Regions from separate parts of the Sus scrofa genome. Here regions 2 and 3 are each linked to region 1. Evidence: chromatin contacts called from public Hi-C data. All regions are on one chromosome and are shown on one strand. The core of a region is the stretch at or near the end of the contact, and the rest is flanking DNA. Distances in the headings are between cores, read along the strand shown. Region 1 holds the start of KPNA4 (importin subunit alpha-3). Region 2 overlaps PPM1L (protein phosphatase 1L). Region 3 holds the start of PPM1L (protein phosphatase 1L).

The links. Hi-C and Micro-C count contacts between places; a contact is called where the count stands out from the background.
Region 2: a contact with region 1 is called in a Hi-C map of skeletal muscle, with 2.3 times the contacts expected there. The contact joins the enhancer-like site here to the promoter of KPNA4 in region 1. A contact is called at or near these places in 4 of 47 Hi-C or Micro-C datasets (liver, psoas muscle and skeletal muscle) and 1 of 2 datasets of contacts at active chromatin or transcription factors (skeletal muscle).
Region 3: a contact with region 1 is called in a Hi-C map of liver, with 4 times the contacts expected there. The contact joins the promoter of PPM1L here to the promoter of KPNA4 in region 1. A contact is called at or near these places in 1 of 5 promoter capture datasets (liver), 9 of 47 Hi-C or Micro-C datasets (alveolar macrophages, blood, fetal skeletal muscle and 4 more) and 2 of 2 datasets of contacts at active chromatin or transcription factors (alveolar macrophages and skeletal muscle).

What each region holds. Positions count from the first base shown.
Region 1 is chr13:100,251,765-100,254,488 of Sscrofa11.1, forward strand. KPNA4 (importin subunit alpha-3) reads right to left here and starts at 1,313. Exons shown (of 17, transcript XM_021069735.1): 1 at 940-1,313. The coding sequence starts at 1,008.
Region 2 is chr13:100,499,368-100,502,091 of Sscrofa11.1, forward strand. The region is part of intron 1 of PPM1L (protein phosphatase 1L); the gene reads left to right. Among named protein-coding and RNA genes, the nearest start is that of PPM1L, 58 kb to the left of the region's middle. Within about 2 kb of position 1,399, at least 8 of the 83 cell types and tissues checked have an H3K27ac peak or open chromatin away from gene starts, as enhancers often do. A contact at or near this core is called in liver and skeletal muscle, where this site is marked.
Region 3 is chr13:100,441,138-100,443,861 of Sscrofa11.1, forward strand. It overlaps PPM1L (protein phosphatase 1L), which reads left to right and starts at 1,308. Exons shown (of 4, transcript XM_021069737.1): 1 at 1,308-2,471. The coding sequence starts at 2,073.

The sequences.
Region 1 (2,724 bases), core at 63-2,562:
AATGAAGGGTTTTTTTTCATCCTTTTAAAATAATAAAAATGTGATGGTGCCATTCCACAGCCCACCCATCCCCCACTACCACCACCTGCAGGTGGAGGGAAAGGATACTGTAGACTAGAGGATGACAGCTTTGTATAACCCTTTGGACTTTATGAGTAAGAATGCAGCTGCTGGTCTCTCAGGAGGGGGTAAAGAGATTTGTGAACAAGCTGAAATAAGGGGTATCCTCTGCCTAGAAGAGGGCACACCGTGAGCCACATCTTGAATCAACTATATCCACAGTAAAACACAGGCCGCTGGAAGGCACTGTTAGCATCACCAGGATGGCCTCTCACGCCGGGGGTGTTTTTTTCAACGGAGAAGTTGACTCCTGTAGTTTGGATATTGGAGGGAGGCAGGGGTAAAGCGGGAGTCGGGAAGACCAGAAAAAATGCCTTTAAGTGGAGACGACTCGGACCTCGCTGAGGAAGTTCCGAGCCCCACTTGGTCGCCACACGCCCGATCTCCCACCTCCCACCGCCCTCCTTCCCCCTGCGCCAGACGTCGGTGCGGGAGCGAAAACCGGAATCTCCGCCGCTACCGGGGTAGGGGCCGCAGCCCTGCCCGGGCAGCGCCGCACACGCACGCCTCCTCCGCACTCGCCGCACCCGGCCTCCCAGTCGCGCTGCCTAGCCCCTCGCACTCGCGCCGGGCCGGCTCCGTGGGGCAGGCCTAGGCCGCGCCGGCCGTACCCCGGCACACCTCGCTCGCCGGCAGAGGTGGACCAGGCCCTAGACAAACTTCCCGGCGCGTTAGCACAGGCGTCACGGACTGGCCGGCCCCCAGCGCCATTCCCCCGCGGCCCGGCAGCGGCTCCCGCCCCTACTCCCTATACTCCGAGTCCCAGCGGAGACGACCCGAGGCCCACGGCCCCCACCCCTCCTGCGCCCCCGAGTTTACCTCCAAGTCGCGGCCTTTGTTCTTGAAATTTTTGAGCCGTTGGTTGTCCAGTTTCTCGCTGTCCGCCATGGCCGGGCCGGTGACTCCTTCCCCCGCCCGGGCCCCGCGGGATCCGCCCCAACCACCACGCCGCACCGACACTCCCAGGAACCGGGCCGCCGCCTTAGCTGCTGTGCTCGCCTCGCCGCCGCTTCCTTCCTCCTCACACCTGCCTCCGCAGCGGCCTTCTCCTCCTCTCCCGCCCGTCCCCCCCCCCAAGCCCTAACCCTTGCGCGACAGCAGCTCGGGAGAAGACAACTGCGGGGCCGGGCGGCGGCAACGGCGGCGGAATGTGCTGCCGGCTGAGAGGGGGAGGCAGCCTCGATCTGAGGGCCCCGGCGCCGCGGCCACGCCCATCACCGCCAGCCCAGCTTGCCGATTGGCCAACCAGACCCCGGTGCGCTCGACCAATCAGAAAGAACGATGGAGAGCGGGGGCGGAAGAGAGAACGGAAAGGGGAAGCGGGCGACTCTGGGAGGAAGGGGCCGGGGGGCCGGGCCAGGAAGGGAGGGGTGCGGCGGGGGCAGAGCTCGGAGGGACCACGTGCCTCCGGAGGTTAGGGGAAGGAACCGAAAGAGAATTGGAAAGGTTGAAGGGAGGCGGGAAGGCGAAGGGGACTCGCAGGAAAGAGTTGGTTTGCTTTTTGTTTGTAGAGCCCGCCCCAGACGTCTGGGGTCCGGGGTCGAAGCCGAGTTAAAGTACGTTCTTTTCGGTGCACCTTCTCTTCCAGGACATTCTTTGCGCGTTCTGCTGACTTTAGAGTAAGTGCAATCTGCGCTTCGGCTCCATCCCGGGTCCGGACTCCTCCGCTCCTTTTGGCCGAGCTCCATACCCTGGCAGTGGGTCCCTGCTTTCTGGGGGCCCAGCCGCGGGGCCTGGACTGACCAAAGTGACGTGCCTTTGCGAGGCGCAGCGGAAAGCGGGAGGGACATTGGGTGAAAGGACGCTTTAGACAAATGTGATTCATGCCCTCTAATCAAGTTCCCTCAACAGGTGAGAACTTGGAACGTTCTGATGATCCTTTGGTGTACCACCTCCTAGATATTTTGTCTTCGAAAGTTAAAGGAGCTCCCTGGCCACAATGTACTAACTTATGGAAGGCAAGGACTGTGGTACCTGACAGAGAAAATGTAATATTGTACTTCTGTTGAGAAAGGAGATGAGTTCGAAAGATATACATCTTTACCAGGAGTGTTATTATCAGAGGCAGAAATAACACAAGCTGTAAAAGAACATAATACCATATTTTAAAGAAGGAGAGAAAATGGGTTAGAAATATATTTAAGTACAATTGATAGCGCCTCAGATGTACAGGGAAATGTGAAGAAGTCAGCAGTAACTGAGGTCAGAAGGAAAGCAGGGCTGGGATTGAGGACGTTTAGAAGACTTGGGTGTGTTTAAATTTGGCTAGATAGGGAGAGGCGACCCTGATTTAAAGTCCTTTGAGAACTTTTACAACCTCGCCCCCTTCGCTCCCACTTCCATACGATTTTTTCTTTTTCTCTCTCTCTTTTTTTTTTTTTTTGTAGTAGAAAGTTTGGCGATAAAGCGTTTAAAATGAGAATAATACCTTTAAAATTCTCAATTCTTTGTGTACTTTCCGCTGCCTAGGCAAACAGAAGCTGTACCTGGAAATAATTGACACTGAAGGTTAACTTGAATGTAAATTCAATGCTAAGATTTTAAGTTTAAAACGTTGTTCATTGCAAATCTTTATTCTCCAAAGAATCATTTAATTGAAGTAAC
Region 2 (2,724 bases), core at 149-2,648, 250 kb after region 1:
AAAGAGGCGTGTTTGTCGTTTTTTTCCCCCAGTAGGCTGTCAAATATATCAGTCGTCCATTTTCCTTCTACCCTATGTGGTGTCATTAATTTAGGCCTCTCTCCTTGGCAGGACCATCCCCATTTCAGCATCTGATGATTTGTTTAATCAAAGTTACATTCTCTTTGAATAGCAGCTTCATACATTAAGAACTTGTGATGTATTTTAAAGAAACCTCTGGTGATTTTTGCACAAATATCAATTTCTCTGTCAATAAGAAAATTAAAATAGTACTTCAGGTGTGTTTAGATAGGACTTAAAGTGTTCGTGTTATTGATACATTCTAAAGTATAATACATCCTAATGTGCTTTATGGCTTCATTAAGGTGACTGTTTTCTTCCTTGCTGAAAAGAGACTCTTCCAAGGATTTTATTGCTATTATTTCTTTATTTAAGCTGTTTAATTGCAATTAAAGTGCATGGCAGTTGATGGATAGAGAGCAGTTCTTCAAATTGTTTTGAGTCTTCACACTCAAAGCTATTTTTCCTTCTCTGCCTTTAGAGATATTTTACAAGTTTAGGTAATATTTAATCTTTAAAAAATATTTGAGAGACTTAGTGTAGAGATTATTAAATGTATTTTAACTTTAAACAGCCTCTTCCTTGTGAAAGCAAGGACCATTGTTACTGTGTAATTTCCAAGCTTTCGGAGATTCTAATTTCTTGCAGTTCAACAACTTCTCTTTGGAAATCAGAATGCCTGAGAGAATCCCATTTCCATATCTAAAATTAGAAATGACATGCAAAGATTACAGGCATTTTACCAGACATGGTAATGATATGTTTTCTTTTTGTTAAAACCTGAAGGAAAAAAAATCAAGCAGTTAGCATTTTGCTAGATAAACTGTCTGTCTTTGGACAATACTTCTGTCCATTTGTTTGATTTGGGAATCAGTTGTAGCCATGTGTCTGTGTTGTGTTCCTTACCACTGCCCAGTTTTGCATTTAGGATTGTTTTCCCTAATGAAATCCATAAGACCATACAAATGTTCTCACTTGCTAATTTTCTTTATAGACAACTGTGTTTGTGAAATATACCTTTGGAAATTCAAGCCAAGTGCCTTTTTATAGATTTTTTTGAGAATTTTCTATGAGTGCTCTATTTACCATGCGTGGAGCTTCGCCTGGTGACTTTACATGGGTACTAACTTAGAGTGCTGTTTGCAGTTGGCCCTTATAGAATTTGACAGCTAATCGTCCTGCATAAGGGATCTGCCTCTCCCCTTACATTTGGGAAATTAACCTTGGGGAGGAGGTCGAGGTGGAGCCCAAATGGAGGAAGCAAAGTCCTCTCTGGGGACTGGGTGACCTTCTCCTGGCATCTGGGTTTTCCACTCCCTCCTATCAGACTCCTGCTTGGACAGCTGGCTGTATTCCCAGCCTACAGAGGATCACTGCCCAGGGCCTAGAGCCCCAGCCCAGCCTGGCGGATCATCTGTGATTTTTGATTACCACCTCTGTACTCCAGCTGCATAGTAATTCAGATTGACTATAATTTACATCACCTTGAATCCTAATAAGTGTGGTCTTTACCTGCATCTTAATATCGATCAGATTCTTTTTTTTCTCCCTAAGGTGAAAAGTAAGAAGATCCTGTATTGAATCTGGAAAATGAAAAAGTAGGGGGGTAATTTCAGAACAGTGGCACCTTGACTAGCATTACTATGGGGGAAAGCTTTATACAATTGGGTTTATCAGATTGCTGTCTGCAATACTGCAGTTCAGTTTTACATTTAAGGTGTAATTGAATCTAAATTGGATACTGCTGTCTTCACCCCTTTACAATCCTTTAAGTAATTTTCTATAATGTAGTGAAAAGGTGTGGCCCATACCTAGAGCGCTCTGGGCAGTATCTGGCTTGCAGACGTGTTTATTTCTTCTGCTCTGTCTTAAAACCTGTGAATTTCACATTAAGGACCAGATTTTTGGCATCTTTTGAGAATCTGGAAGATGTGTCAATATTTAGCCTTTATTCTCTCAATGGCTGGAGCTAGGAAGCAACAGCCACCCCCCACCCTCCACCCTGCTTTGGGTTGGGCAGTCCACCACACCAGCTGTTGCCATACACTCAGACTACTTTGTCCATTTACGTTACCAGTTTGGGTCCTCTTGGAAGCCTGGAAACACCTCCAGCCTCATTCCTCTTGTATTCACATCCATGCTCTGCCTCACTGGTAAAAAAAAAAAAACAACACGCAGAGCTCTAAGGAAGGAGCCACTCTCCAACTTCTGGGCCTTTGCACATTCTGGTCCCTCTTCCTGAGATGCCCTTCCCTACCTTCTCCTGGCCTACCCAGCTTGATCATGGTGTTGGAGAAGCCACCTTTGACACCACTCCCACTGCTGGGCCTCTTCACTGCTCTCTGCTCCATGGTAACTGTGGAGTTAAGTCTTTTTCCCCTTAGACTGGATTAGTCTTGAGGGCAGGGTTTGTCCTACACTTTTCCTTTTAATCAGTAACTCACAATTCTTGGGACATAGTAAACTTGTAATACATTACTTTTAATTGATATGTTTAATATTATCTAGGGCAGGGGTTCTCTCCCAGAGCTACATATTAGAATCACCTGGAGAGCTCTAAAGACTGCCCACATGCCAGCCTGGATATGAATACAAGAGGGGTCAGTTACATTTGAATCTTTGGGGGTGGGGCCCAGGAACAAGTAGTTTTTAAATCACCTCAGG
Region 3 (2,724 bases), core at 58-2,557, 190 kb after region 1:
TTCCTTCCAGTGTTTCATCTCTTTTTATTTATTTTTTGGCTGGGCCTGCAGCATGCATAAGTTCTGGAGCCAGGGGTCCCACCCGAGCCACAGCAGTGACCATGCCTAATCCTTAACCGCTAGGCCAACAGGGAACCCCTACTCCTTTTTATTTTTATTGTTTTCTAAACGTAATGGGATCACTCTAAAGTAGGAGTGCTTGGGGAGAGAGACACTGGCTGGGCTGGGAATCAGTCAGCCTCCACTCTAGTCCAGCAGACTGGAAGCTGCAGATCAGCACTCCTCTTTCTGGACAGGGGTAGCAAGTGTGAATATTTTCCTTTAAAGCTCACTGGTGTCCATTTTCTAAGCTGATTTGCGCATTCTTCTTTTTCCCCGACATCCTAAGGCCACAGACACCTGCCCATATTTCAACAAGTTATCTTTGATGCCTTCTGGAAGCCCATTCACTTCTGCTTATTGGGAAGTCTCCTGCCATTTCACCTTCTGCGATGACAGAGAAGGTGGTAGGAGGCCGCGAGTTCGAAACTTCAAAGGGAACTGCAAACCTGAACAGCAGAGTCAGAGCTCTCGCCAGCAGCAGGGCCTCCGGGGCTCCACTAGGACACTCTGTGTGTCTCCGTGGAAGGGTTGAGACCAGAGATGGCCTTTGTGGCTAAGTCCTAGCTCCTGGGGCGGCGGTAGGTCGAGGAGAGGCCAGTCCATCCGCGTTGCTCCTGAGGTATCATCAGAGCACACTTCCACGTGGCTCTGAGTCCTCATATCCTGCTGTTCTCGGGAGGTGTTTTCTCGTCGAGAGAGAGCTTTTGGGCCAGACGCTCGCTCTCCGCCTCTCAGCAGATCCAAGCAGGCCTCAGTTACAGAAAATCAAGGGACCGACCCTCTCCTCCTCCCTTTGCGAGCGTGGAGAAGTGCGTCCCTTCTCGCTTGCCTTATGCCTGGTGAGGCGGGGACCGCACTACCGTGCCGCCAGCCGGAGGGGGGGACGCTCACGTGCGGCCCTCTGCTTTCCAGCCGGTAGCAGTTGCTCCAGCGAAACCGCCGTTCAGACCGCCATGGTCAATATTATATTGTCCGGAGAGTTCGCACAGGAGGCAGAAACGACCATGCGTTCGAGCTCGGCCTCAAACGCGCCCCTTTCCGCCACCCCCCTCTCCCTTTGCCTGGACCGTCCGCAGCTGCTAGCGCGCCAGCAGCTGCCGAGCTGCCTCTGCTTTTGACAGCTCCACTAGAGCACCTCCGGGCCTTGAGTCTGGCTCAAGGGGCGGGACGGGGCGAGGCGGGGCGGGGCAAGCGCGCGCTGGGCGGGGCGAGCGCGAGCCGGAGCGCGAGGAGGGTGCGCGCGAGCTGAGCCGAGCTGAGCGGAGAGAAGCTGGGAGGTGCTGGGGAGAGGCAGGCAGAGCCCCGCCGGCCGCCTGCGGCTCCGCGCCGATCGTGCTGCGTCCCCGGGCTCCGCGTAACCCCACTTCTGCCCAGGCTCTAGCAAAACTTTTATTCTCTGGGGCTCCCCGGGGTGTGTGAAGGACTCGGAGCGATCGGCCCGCTCTGCGCTCCCCTGCAGCGGCGACCGAGGGGACGTGCATCCCTCGCCTGCTAGGCTCTCGCGTCCCGCACTTCCTCACCTGCCGATCGCTCCGCGGAGCGGTGAGGGCACCCGAGGAGGGGCCACGCGGGCGCCAGCACCCCAGAACTCCCCCGCCCACCGCGGCAGATCCGCTCGGCTCAACTTTAACTTGATCCTTCTCGTCCAGCCTCGGCACCCGCGACTGCTGCTGCCACCGCCGGCGTCTTGGCCGCCGCCGCCTCACAAAGGGAGGCGGCGCGGGCGGCGGGCACAGGCGCGGGTGCGCTGGGCACGAGCCTCCGGGCAGCCGAGGCCGGGAGACAAAAGGGAAACTGCCTTGTTCGCCTTGCCGGCTCCGAGCTGCCTGCTTATCTGCCTCCTGCTCCCCCCACCCCACTTTGCTACTGCTCCGCCTCCCTCCCCTCAGGCTGTCCCCGCAGTGCTCCGGGACCCAGCGAGCCTTCGGGGCGTGCGTCGCTGCTGGTGGTTGGGGCTCTAGCGATAATAAATGATAGAGGATACAATGACTTTGCTGTCTCTACTGGGTCGCATCATGCGCTACTTCTTGCTGAGACCCGAGACGCTCTTCCTGCTGTGCATCAGCTTGGCGCTGTGGAGTTACTTCTTCCACACGGACGAGGTGAAGACCATCGTCAAGTCCAGCCGGGACGCCGTGAAGATGGTGAAGGGCAAGGTGGCAGAAATCATGCAGAATGACCGACTGGGGGGACTCGACGTGCTGGAGGCCGAATTTTCCAAGACCTGGGAGTTCAAGAGCCATAACGTGGCTGTATATTCCATCCAGGGCAGGAGAGACCACATGGAGGACCGCTTCGAAGTTCTTACGGACCTAGCCAACAAGACGCACCCGTCCATCTTCGGGATCTTCGACGGTCACGGGGGCGAGGTAGGAGTTCTCTGAGGATTTGAATGTGTGTGCGTGTGTGTGTGCGTGTGTAGACAACAGGAGAGTTGTGTGCACAGCGGGGTAGGACCTGAGTGCGAGGGGTGTGGTAATGACCTGGTGGCAGGCTGGACAAAGCCACTAGTTCCGAATGTGGCGAAGTTGCCAAAAATACTGCTTGACCCAGACTTTTTGTACTGAGGGTCATTCATAACCCATTTCTTGCCTCATAATTTATGAGGTTTCCCAAGGCCGG